Linked DNA regions of Sus scrofa: region 1 is linked to region 2. A link is a contact called in public promoter capture Hi-C data. All regions are on one chromosome and are shown on one strand. The core of a region is the stretch at or near the end of the contact, and the rest is flanking DNA. Distances in the headings are between cores, read along the strand shown.

What was found. Promoter capture Hi-C pulls out the DNA fragments that hold promoters and counts their contacts.
Region 1: a promoter capture Hi-C map of liver shows a contact between it and region 2, with 5 times the contacts expected there. The contact joins the enhancer-like site here to the promoter of MAN1C1 in region 2. A contact is called at or near these places in 2 of 5 promoter capture datasets (both in liver), 9 of 47 Hi-C or Micro-C datasets (alveolar macrophages, blood, embryonic fibroblasts and 3 more) and 2 of 2 datasets of contacts at active chromatin or transcription factors (alveolar macrophages and skeletal muscle).

What each region holds. Positions count from the first base shown.
Region 1 is chr6:83,151,179-83,157,148 of Sscrofa11.1, reverse strand. The region is part of intron 2 of MAN1C1 (mannosyl-oligosaccharide 1,2-alpha-mannosidase IC); the gene reads right to left. Among named protein-coding and RNA genes, the nearest start is that of MAN1C1, 64 kb to the right of the region's middle. Within about 2 kb of position 4,123, at least 36 of the 83 cell types and tissues checked have an H3K27ac peak or open chromatin away from gene starts, as enhancers often do. A contact at or near this core is called in alveolar macrophages, embryonic fibroblasts, liver and 1 more, where this site is marked.
Region 2 is chr6:83,086,738-83,092,870 of Sscrofa11.1, reverse strand. It overlaps MAN1C1 (mannosyl-oligosaccharide 1,2-alpha-mannosidase IC), which reads right to left and starts at 2,929. Exons shown (of 12, transcript XM_021095595.1): 1 at 1,363-2,929. The coding sequence starts at 1,884.

The DNA of each region.
Region 1 (5,970 bases), core at 2,874-5,373, 63 kb before region 2:
AAATGGACTTGTCACCTACTGTTTTAGGACCTAGAAGTAACATGAGAGACCATATGCCAGATGCCCATGCTGTATGATGAGGAAAGAAGCTCAAAGAGGGACCGCGTCTTGCCTGGGTCACAGAGCAGATTGGTGGCCAAGAAGCCATTAGAAGCCAGGTCTCTTGGCTCTTGGGTCTTGGGGTGGGGAGACAACACTGAGGAGCATTCATGGGACCCCGTTAATATGCCAGCTGCTCACAGATGGTCCCTTACCATGCCCTCACCCTCTCTACCCACACTGAGCACTTTTTTAACCCCCAGGGGCCATGGTCTTGCTCGATCTCCCCTTCGAGGCTTTGTGCGTGTGTTTCTGCACCTGCTATCCCGCTCTTAAGCTTCTTCATTCATGCTTCCAGCCTTGGTAGAAGCCGCCTTCCTCAGGAAATATTTCTGAAGCCCATCCCTCCAAGGATGAGTTAAGGAGCACTCGGAGTGAACTTGTATCTCGAAGCACTCATACTGCCTTAAACTAAAGCTTAGGCATTTGTCTTCCCACGAGCCTGGGTCTCCATCTCACTCCCGCTGCCTCCCCGTCTCTGGAACAGAGTCGAATGGCACAGTAGGCACTGAGTAATCACCGGCAGATCAAGGAATGGTTTCCTGTGACCCCAGTGATAATCTAGGATGTCCTCATCCCCATTCTACAGGGGGAGAAAACTGAGGTTTTGAAAGGAATGTGACATCTACCCAGCGAGTTATCCATGGAGCCAGGATTCGGACAGCTCCATCTTCTTGCTTCAAGGTCAACATCTCTATTAAGACCCCTTTCTGGCCCAGTAACTGAACTAGAAAAGCTCCAGTTCATGCTCTTGGGCCATGTGTCACAGCCAGGTGGCCTGGGAGACAGAAAGGCCATTCCACGGTGCTGGGGAGACAGTGTGGGGAGCGGGTAGTGAAGGAAGACTCTGCTGACCACTCCTTCTGCCACAAAGAGCACTGGGGCAGCTGGCCTGCGAGCCGCAGTTCACCTGCGGAAGGTAAGGCAGGAGGAGCAGAGGCCGTCTCCAGACCAGGGCGGAGCTGGCAGTGAGGGCGGCTCTGCCCTGGGGAGCATAAGCCTGGGAAACTGAGGCTTTGAACATGGGCAATCTGGGGGCTTTATTAAAGGGGAGGCAGCACTCAGCAGGAGGCTAATATTAAGCACACTGACAACAGCAAGCATTGGCGAGGAAAATGGAACTAGAACTCTCATACCTAGCTGGTGGGACTATTGGTCTATCACTTTGGAAAGCCGGCAGCATTCAACTAAAGCTCAAAGTATGGATACAGAAAGACCCGGCAGTTCAAATCCTGGGTAGGTCCCAACATAGATACCGCCTGTTTCCACCAAAATCACGGACCAAAGTGGTGATAAACAACCAACATGTAAATGGTGCAGCTACAGTGGAAAACAGGCTAGCAGTTCCTCCAAAAGGTGCACACAGAGTTCCCACAGGATCCAGCAATTCCACTCCCAGGCATATACCAAGAGAAACAAAAGTCTACATCCATACAAAACCTTATACATGAATGTTCACAGCAGCATCGTTTGTTTCGGGGGTTTTTGGTTTTTTTTTGGTCACCCCATGGCATATGGAGTTCCTGGGCCAGGGATCAGAGCCAAGCCACAATTGTGACCTAAAGCCAGATGCTTTAACCCATTGTGCCAGGCTGGGGATCAAATTTCCATCCTGGCACTGCATAGATGCTGCCAATCTTGTGCCACAGTGGGAACTCCAGCATCATTTGTAATAGCCAAGAAAAGCAGACACGATCCAAATGTCCACTGATGGTTACACAAAATGTGACAAGCCCATGCAATGGAATGTTGTTTGTCAATATAAAGGAATGAAGTACTGCTACCTGCTACAATGTGGTTGAACCTCAAAACATTATCTCAGGGAGTTCTTTTATCGCGGCGCAGTGGAAATGAATCCAACTAGCATCCATGAAGATGCGGGTTCCATCCCTGGCCTTGCTCAGTGGGTCAGGGATCTGGCGTTGCTGTGAGCTACAGTGTAGGCTTCAGACGTGGCTCAGATCCTGTATTGCTGTGGCTGTGGTGTAGGCTGGCAGCTGTAGCTCAGATTTGATCCCTAGCCTGGGAACCTCCATATGCCACAGGTGCAGCCTTAAAAAACAAAAACAAAAAAATAAACTAAAAAATATAAAAATCATTATTAAAAAAAATTATGCTCAGTGAAAGAAGCCAGTCACAAAAGGGGCTGTATTATATGGCTCCTTTTATACAGAGTGTTCAGAATAGAAGAATTGATAAAGGGATGGAAAGTAGATTAGTGGTGGCCTAGGGCTGGTAGAGGAGGGAGGGCTGGGGAGAAATGGGGGGTGACAGCTAATGGGTACAGGATTTCCTTTGGGGATACTGAAAATGTTTTAAAAATGACTGTGGTGATGGTTGCAAATTGAATCAAAGTCACTGCATTTTATTTTTATTGCTTTTAAATTTTAATTAAAGTACAGTTGACTACATTTTAAACAAAAAAACAAAAAGTGTTTATAGCAGCTTTGCTCATAATTACCAAATAACCAGGAACAAAAATGTCTAGCAACAGCAGAATGGATGAACTTGGGGGAGAAAAAATGAACCCTTCATGACATGATTATGAGTGAAAAAAGTAAACTCTAAAAGTGCACACAGTATGACAGGACATTTTAAAGCAGACAAAACAAACCTAAGGTGACAAGTCAGAACCAATGGGGACTGCTGACCAGGGAGGGTCTGGGGGAGCTTCTGGGGTAACAGAAGGGCCCTCTATCTTGACCTGTGGGGTGGTGACAGGGGTGCATCCACATGTAAAATTCCTTGGGCTATGCACTTAAGATTTGTGCATTTTACTGTAAATTGTAAGTTACATCTTAATTTTTAAAAAAATAATTAAAAAGGAAAAAAAAGATAGAGGCTCAAGTTAAAGGACCAGGGTTCAATTCCTGGCTGTCAGACCTTCCGAGTGCCCTGTCCCTCTGTGCGTCTTTCCCCATCCTTCGATGCTGGACCAGATGGTTTCAAAGAATCCACCTGGCATGGACAGTCTGAGATTCTGTGAATTCGCAGACCTATTTGTTACTGAGTTTGCTGGGAAATCTGGCAAGTGCTTGCCATTAATGCAAGGAAGCAAAGAGGGCTGGCTGGCTGCTGCGGGCTCTGCCTTGTTTCCAAGGAAGGGAAGGCCTATGGAAATTGGGCAGGAACACGTCACCCCCAGGAGGGAATGTCAGTTTCAATATGAATCATCTCATGCTTCCCCGGTAACTTGCTCTGGGAATAGATACCCTGACTCACTCCTCTCCAACAGGCACAAGACTTGCTACTAAAATTTCAGATTTCAACAGAAACTGCGTAGCCCAAATAGCCTCTCAGAGGCGGGAAAAAAAATGAGCCCTAGTAACGAGCTGAGAATCACAGAGGGGACAGTGAGGGCCCAGGGTGCCAACCTCTTTGTACTGAAGCCGAGTCGAGACCCAGAGGAGGTCGCGGGCTCAGGTGGCTGCTGGTGCCGGGCTGGGGCAGGGACCCAAGGCTCCAAGCCTCAAGTTTTCTTTTCACAACAACCTGCTGCTATATTTTCTAGAGACATAAATGATGCTCTGTGCTGGTGGGAAGTCTTTTAAACAAAAAGAGAAAGAAAAAAACAGCAAAGATGCATCTTAATTAGAAACCGCTTGGGGGGAAAATATCTTTCTGGTAGGAGGGTGCAGAGCAGCGCGGCCTGAGTGGTCAGCAGCATGAGAGCGTGGCAGTCGGCAGGCCAACTGAGAGGTGAGCGCTCTGCTTTGCTAATCACCCAGCGTCACTCCAGGGACATTCTGGTCTTTAGAAGCTGGCCGAGGAATCGTGGATGTGTCACGCAAGGCCACAGGGAGGCCACCACCGGCTGCAGCATCTGACCAGAAACTGCCAGTCCTGCCTGGCCTTCCCATGCGTGGGGTTAATACTTTCCTCCCATTTTCTTCCTGGTGCTAAAGGCCATTTGCCTGTGACTGGTGTTTCTAATCCATTTCCTCTGTGCTTTGACAGCCTCTGGCCTCCGGATGGAGCAGCCCCGGCTCCCAAGACATGTGACTGCCGGGAAGGTTTGCTCGCTGCCCTGTAGCCTGACCCATTCTACCCAAGGAATTGCAACATCACCACCTCCGGGGCTGATGACAGCGCTTTCTCAAAACAAACTCAAAGCCGGGGTCAGGAATGTGCACCACCGCCTGCCAAAATCAGGGAGCATCATTGCCTGATATTGATCTTCCAAGAGCTATGGATATTTGGTGTTTTGTTTTTGTTTTTCAGAAAAAAAGAAAAAACAAACCTCCAAAAAACAAAACTTACAAAAGAGGATATGGCATTTTCAGCCAGAGAAGTCCCAGTGCTCTGTCACCCAATAAAAGAGGAGACAGGGAAGGGGCTGGGAAGGGTGTATCTGCCCTCCGGGAAGGAAAAGTCCTTTATGAGGGCTTCGTAGGTGCTGGGCACTGCACTGGGGCTACCTAGCTCTGCCCTCCCTCTTTTATAGGTGGGTAAACTGAGCTTCAGAGCACTTTCTGACTTGCCCCATTTAATTCAGCTGGTAAACGCCAGGAATCTGAACCCTGGCATAGCTCCCAAGTCAAAACTGCTGCCACTCAGAAACAAATTCAGAGAGCTGTGGAAACAGCATGGAGATCTATGGAAAACTGTTTATCTTTTGAAAACAGTTTTCAAAACTGTCTGCAAAGTGTGTACCTCCCCACAGCCACACTGCGGAGCGGCTTTCTAACCTACAGAAGGACCCAGGAAGACTGGAGTGTGTGTGTGTGTGTGTGTGTGCATGTGTGTGCACCTGCACACACACGTAGAGACTATGAACACTGTACAGAAGGCACAGCTAAGTCACACGCCAAAACGCAGTTGTAAAAATGATATCTTGGGGCCTGGATTTATTCCCTCTCCAATATCATATTTGCTCCGTTTACAAGGCAAAGGTGATTTTTCTCTCTGCGAAGGCCGACCATTCGCAGCCTGTGATCTAAAAATCGTGCCGTGCTCATTTTGCCTCTTAGCTCACCCAAGGCTGTAAATCATCTCTGGAAACAGGGATTTGGTCAGGCAGTTCTACTGGGGATTCACCAGGCAGAGGCAGAATCCAATCTGGGGCCCTCACGGTCACCCCGAGCTGGCTCGCAGCAGGGGGACGTTGCTTCCAGCCGCAGATGCACCTCTCTCCTTCACAGAGAAGATGCCTGGGATCAGAGCCGCTGACTAAGCAAGACTGCTGCTCTTTCAGGGTCAGTCTGCTGATTCCCAATGTACTTTGTGACGGAGGAGGTCATGGCAGCTGCAGAGGATGAGCGGGACAGAGCACAGCAGGAGCGGGATGAAGGGCTTCAGGGAAAACAGAGCAGGTAGGGACCTCAGGGGCAATTCATCCATTTGGCAATATTGATTGAGAGCCTACTGTGTGACAGCCACTATTTTTTTCTTTCCTTGGAATATAATTATTCTCACAATTATTTTATAACAAATGTAACAATCATGGCTGCAGCTTATGGTTAATGCATGCCTATGGGCAAGGATGTTAAAGCACATGGGCAGGTTTTATACACATCAGCTTTCTCTAACCCTCACCACTGCTGAGTGAAGTGGGTATTATCTTCATTGTATAGATGGAGAAACTGAGGTGCAGAGAGTTTAAGAAACTTGCCTAAGGTCACAGAACTAGTAAGTGCTAGAACCGGGATTCAAACTCAGGCTGGTCTGGTTCACAAATCCATGCTCTTCGCAGCTCATCATGCTGATGGCTAAAGGCATGTTTTGCAAGTAGATATTTTTAGGTTACTGGGCAGAGGTAAAATATTTTTCCTGTGGTGGGAGAAAAGAAAGAAATTGGAATCTTTTTTGCCAAAATACTCAGGTGATGTCCAACAAATAATGATGCTTTCAGATGGGTGGCTGCAGACACTG
Region 2 (6,133 bases), core at 1,680-4,179:
GGGATTTCAACAGAAATTTAGAAACTGCGATTGTGCATACATACAAAATAAGGACTCATCTTTGTGGTTTTCTATCTTGACATCACAAAACGTCCAGTGATTGCTAGTTGAGATAGAGTCTCCACAAGGCTTAGCATGGAAGGCTGAGTAACAGGAGCGGAGATGAGTAGGGGAGAAGTGGGTGTTGGGAGAGAGGACAGACTGGAGAGGGAGAGGGGGGACAGCTAAGCTCTCCACTGGCTCTCAGTAAGTCCTGGCAGGGCAGGTCCTGACCCTTGCTGCCTGCCCCTTCCGGAAATCAGAGCAGACTTGCTTACTGCTTTGCAGCAAACCAAGAACTCCAGACAGAAGCAGTCCTTTCCTTCTGGGCCCACGGGCATGGGGGAGCATCCTCTTATTTCTAGGAAGGAGACCCTGGCCCACTGCTTGCCCACAGCCCCCTCGTGGCCCGGGGGTGTCACTGCAGCCCCCTCTGCAATGCTGGGCAAAATCCTCATGCAGGAGGTTCCAACAGCAGGCAGCTCCAACAGTGGTTGAGTAGAACATTTAGTTATCAGTGGTGGCTTGGCAACAGTCTTCAAGCCATGGTGAGGCGAATTTGCTTTTGGTTTCTTGAACTAATACTAAGATTCAGACTTAAAGTGATCCTTCTAACCTCTCTCTGGTAAAATCCCTGCAGGGCACAAGTCCAAGACCTGCTTCATTAAGGCAATAACCTCAGAGCTTCTATAACATTACCACTGCCTTATTGATCACTGCTCCCTGCATCACATGCGATTATGTACAATTGTTCCAAAGCTCAATAGAAACAGTTAGCAAGAATGCACAACATTCTCTGGTTTGTAGGTTGCTGGCTTGATTACAAAATACTTGCAAGACACCAAATACCCCCCAAATCCTTGATTTCCAGGTAGTAGATTCTACAGGAGTTTGGGAGAAGTCGTGACTGAAGGACACACATTAAGAAAGAACGTGGCCTTGGTCCCTTCAAGGAGAAAGGTTGTCCATTAATGAACCTTACTAGCAACTCCATCAAAATCTTATCGGCAACCCTACAAAGAGAGGGAGCAGAGCCCACCTGGACTGAGGACTGGACTAGAAAGACCAGAGTCTGCAGATGGGGCAAAGTTGGTCCAGTGGTTCAGCTACCACCTGCTAGGCGTGGGGATGATTAACTGAACCCAGTGGTGGAAAAGTGTGCAGGAAGGAGTGAAGGTAGGAAGTTTTGGAGGAGAGAGGAGGGTGCAGAGTGTGCCTAGAGGGCCTAGAGTAGACCAGCGTGCAGGGGAGTGACTGGGGCCCAGGGCAAATGGATGGAAGCACAGTGGGTCTTTTCTTTCATGAGGGAAAGACAGTCCTTACCTCCTTGATTTTCTCCCGTTGGGTTTGAACTAGGCTCTGGGGCTCCTTACTCTTGTTGGCCCCAGTCCCCAGGACCGGGTGGCGGAGGCGGCTCCTGAAGGCGTTGAAGTCAAAGCTAGACTGGATGCTCCCCTCCTGGGGTCTGAGGGGGGCCGCGGCAACCTCCTCCCGTAACTCAACGAGGCGGGTGCGCCTTGGCCATCCTTTCCGACTGCGGGGACTGGCTTGGCTGCTGGGATCGTCCTTGCCTGGTGCTGGAGCCGCGGGGGCCGGGTTGGGAGGTGACTCCGGCTCGCGGGCCAGAGAGTGGCCGGCGACTTGGGCCACTGCCTCCATGCCGGGCTGCTGGGTCCGGGGGGCCAGGAAGAGGCGCTTGAGGCGAGAAGAGTTGGGCAGCAGGAAGAGGGCCCCGAAGCACAGGGTGATGAGGCCGGAGAGGAAGAGAAGGAAGAGGAACTTCTGCGGCAGCCGCAGCCCCCACGAGGAGGCCGGGACGAAGCCGGGCACTTTCCTCATGAGCATCGTGGCCGGGCACAGGGCTAGGGACAGTCAGCTCCAGCCAGGCCCCTGAGGCCCTTGGAGTCCAGGCACTTGTCAGCTGGGGGCTCGGGGAGAGTAGGTCGTCGAGGAGCGTCTCTCGGGGTGGGTGTCCCTGAGAGCTTCGCCTCTCGGGGACGGCTCCTGAAGTTCAGGGAGTTTGGGGCGCGTCCTCCCGCGCCGGGGTGGGGGCGCAGCGACCTCGGCGGGGCCCGGGCGAGCGAGGCGGCGGGGCCCGGGCCCGCAAGGGTCGGCCGCCTGCCGCAGCCCTTTCTCCGGCCGCCGCTCAGCCCCTCCTCGCAGCGGCCGGAGCTCCCGGGGCCCGCGCCTTCCCGCGCTGCGGCCGCCGCCGGGGCCGTCACATGCCGTCCACGGCGCCCACGCTGTTGGCGCGGAGGGGAGCCCGCAGGCCTCGTCCCCGCGCCGAGCCGCCCTCAACCCCTCGGCCCAAAGTTTTAGCCTCAGAAGCAGTTTCCAGAAGGGGCCACCTTCTGGGGGCGAAGCGGCAGCGGGGCTGGAGTGTCAGTGGCGCTCAGAGAGCGCGCCGGCCCAGCCGGGTCGCGGCAGTGCCGGGGCTCGGCTAAGGGGACGCGTCCACAACTTTGCTCCGCCGCGGAGCGGGCGCCGGCGAGCGGGAGCAGACACTTCGGAGCCTGCAGGGGTAGGGGCTTCCCGGGTCCCCAGGAGCAGAGGGATGCCCGAGCCCTGGTCCGGTGCCCGGCACCGTCCGCGACCAGCCGCGGCGGGGCGGCTGCAGCTGCGCCCGGGAGTGCGAGCTCCCGCCCCGCCAACTCGGTGGGGCTCCGGGTTCCTGCTGGGATCACCTGTTCCCGGTCCCCGCCGGCTCCGCGGAGCGCGCAGTCCCGGCTGCGCCTCCCCCGCTGCAGCTGGCCTCCTCTCAGCGGCCGCTCCAGACGGGCCGCTGCAGCCGCAGGCTGAGCCTCCTCCACCGCCGCCGCCGCCGCCGCCGCCACCGCCGGCGCCGCCGCTGCCGAGCCTGCGCCCCACAGGCGCGCACACCGCCCGGACGCCCCCGCCGCTGCCGCCGCAGCTCCGGCTTTCACTGAGACAGCACCCTCGGCCCCGCCTCCCGTCGGGCCACGCCCTCGGGCCACGCCCACTGCGCGCGTCCCGCGGTCCACCACCGCCGCGGCGCCGCAGCCAGGCCAATGGCCTCGCGGCTGGAGTAAGGAGTGCAGGGCCTGAGCCCGGGTGGGGAGAGGAGCTGGGACTCCAAGCCACGCCCCCTTCCTCAAAGGGCCGGCGCCGAGCACACTACCCCCACCCCCACCCCGCCCCATCCCGCCGGCACCAATGGTCCAGTTGCGCGGGGTTGGCGAGGGCGGGGGTGGAGAGCGGAGCGAGGTCATTGGCTGCCTCGGAGGGATCCCCGTTGGGCCGCAGTCGCCCATTGGTTAGTGCCCAGCATTCTCTGGACTGGGAGAGACCGAGACACCGCCTCCCACCCTTGTCCCCGCCCTCGCCGCTACAGTTGTCGGTCCCCCGGAGGGGGCACGAGCCCCAGCTGGTCTGGAGGGTTCTCGTAGTGGTTTGGTAATCTCACTCACCCCTCTGTGCCAGTCCGGGATTGGCGGGGAGCTGGAGGCCTGCCCAGGGAACCCGAGAGCTTCCGCAGGGGCGGCCGTGGTGCTGCTGTGGCAGGCTGTGAGGAAGGGCTGGCTGGAGCCAAGCCAACCCGGCGGTTGGGCCGGGCTAAGGCAGTGTTTCCACTAGACCCCCTCCCGCAGACCACAACTCTGCCTTCCTTTTCCCACAGCCCCAAACCAGGCCGGCCCCCTGGGTAGGGCAGATAAAGAAGCTAACCGCAGCGGTGCCAGAGCAAGGAAGGAGAAGGAACCTTGGTCATGTGCGCAGAAGACCATACACATCAGGTGATGTGCGTACCCAGATGCCTGCGTGTGTTTATGTGCACATGTGTGCTCCAGTGCATAGACATGGATGCACTCAGAGATTGCATGTGGGTGTGTACCTGCACACAAACATACACTTAATTTAGGTATGGACGCCAAGTGATTTTCCAAAGTACATGAAGACATATCAGTACAAGTACTGACATGCACAAACTCAGACACACAATAGATAGGTTCAAAAACATGCACTTATACACACAGTCAGGCTTATATTCCTAGACACAGGTGTATCTCAACCCCAAGACCCTCACACCTTCCTTCCAGGATTCAATTCTCTCTGCATCTTCCCTTTCTGTTAAACCAAACCCAAGGCAGAGAAACATTGTGTTGTGTGGGTCTTTCATGCAAGACACTTTATAGAGACAAATAGCAGAGGGAGAGACAAATTAAGAGGTGTAATAGGCAAGAGGGAAAATATCTGCTTTCAGCTGTAATTTAAAATGAAATGCAGTGTTGATGAGACAGAAAATACTGCAGGGAGGCCTTTGCTACAGAAGAAGTAGCCCAGGCAGGCTCTCACCTCATAAATCTTGCTTCTTCCCTGAGGCCTTTTACATGATGGGCCACTGGGACTCAGACATCCTTCTACCTCTGGCCAGGCCACTGACAGCAGACCCTCCCCTGATATTCAAACATCCTGAGTGTGCAAATCTCTTTCAATTGAAAACAAAAGATTGCTCTGGGTAACAGGTGCAAATATTTTGGTCACTCCCAACCCCACAAGTACACCCAACTTAAATGTCAATTCTGATTCAGATGTTTCAGTCTCTCATGAGTTTGACTGGCAGGAGTCAATTCCCTGGAACCAGCTGTGAACATCAGAGACAAGCATGTGACCCACCGGGATGCTGGCTAGGCTCCTTCCAATCTCCAACACACAAGCATCTCCCTCCCAGGACCCACGTTAGGAAGGGGGAGCCTTGTCTTTGGAGAACCAGGCAGCACCCCACATAGCTCTACATTGAGAGTGTAGGAGAATCACTGTTTAAAGTCCCCCGAGAAGGGAGGACCCAGGAGAAGGGGAGGAGGGTGAGGCTGAGGCTCAGAAGGCTGTGTCTGTTGGGACTCGTTCCTTACTGTCATTGTCACATCTAGACCTGTCTGGGACACTGGTGAGCCGGGATAGAAAATGAGGCTACAGCAGGAATCCACAGACTCAGGCTACAAAAGCCAGAGCCCAGAAAGGACAACTCCATTTCAACCCGATGCCGTGTTGATGATTATACTGGTTGGTGATACCATAACCTTTTACAATCTCCCTAACAAGCTTGCTGAAACTCTGGAAGTCTCCATCCCCCAAACACCCCAGCCCCCATGAACCTGACTCACACTGCGGCTCTTTCTTCTCTCACTGGATTTTTAATATTGACAAGCTGTTCCACAGCAGACTTAGTTCCTCATGGCAAGGACCATGGCTCAGTCACCTCTCTGACTGCCCTAGGTCTTATCTGCACATAGGCACTGTGTTTGTTGAGTAATGAATGAATAAATAAGTGAGTAGATGCCCATTTCACAAAATAAACTGAGGCTCAGGGGAGGGAATAATAATGAACCAACATTTTCTTCTTCTCCTTCTCCTTTTTCTTCTTCCTCCTCTCCCACTCTTCCTCCTGTTCTCCTTCTTCTCCTCCTCCCCCTCCCCCTCCTCCTTTTTTGGGCTGTGCCTGCAGCATGCAGAGGTTCCCAGACCAGGGATGGAAGTGCACCACAGCAGTGACAATGCCAGATCCTAACCCACTGTGCTGCAAGAGAACCCCATGAACCAACATTTTCTACGTGCCGAATAATATGGCCTCATTTACTTTTCAGAACACTCTTACGAAGTAGATATTATGACTAGACTCATTTTACAGATAAGAATACTAAGGCTAGAGAGATTGAGCATACGTTAACAGGTATATTTCTCAGTTCAATTCAGGAACTTGAGTGGGACTGGGAAGAGAAATGAATAGTCATTTTAAAATCTATTCCGTCGACAAACATTTATTGAAATTAGATGCTAGGCATTTCACCAGTCTTGGAGTGGATACAAAGATGAAAAAAGCGTGGTCCCTGTGATTACTGATTCATTCATACAGTAAAGAACTATTTATTAAACACCTACTATGTGCCAGGTACAGAGGGGCTGGAGATAACAGCCCTAGATAAGGTAAATGTGAAGCCTAACTTTCTTGTCTAAGAGGCGACAGGGGCTGGTTCAGCCTGTCAGGAAGGGATTCACCATGCCCTGGGTGCTGTGCTGAGTGCTTGCTCTCTCTCATCCTCTCTGCTCTCACAAAGGCCCTCTCTGCAGTAGGCTTTGT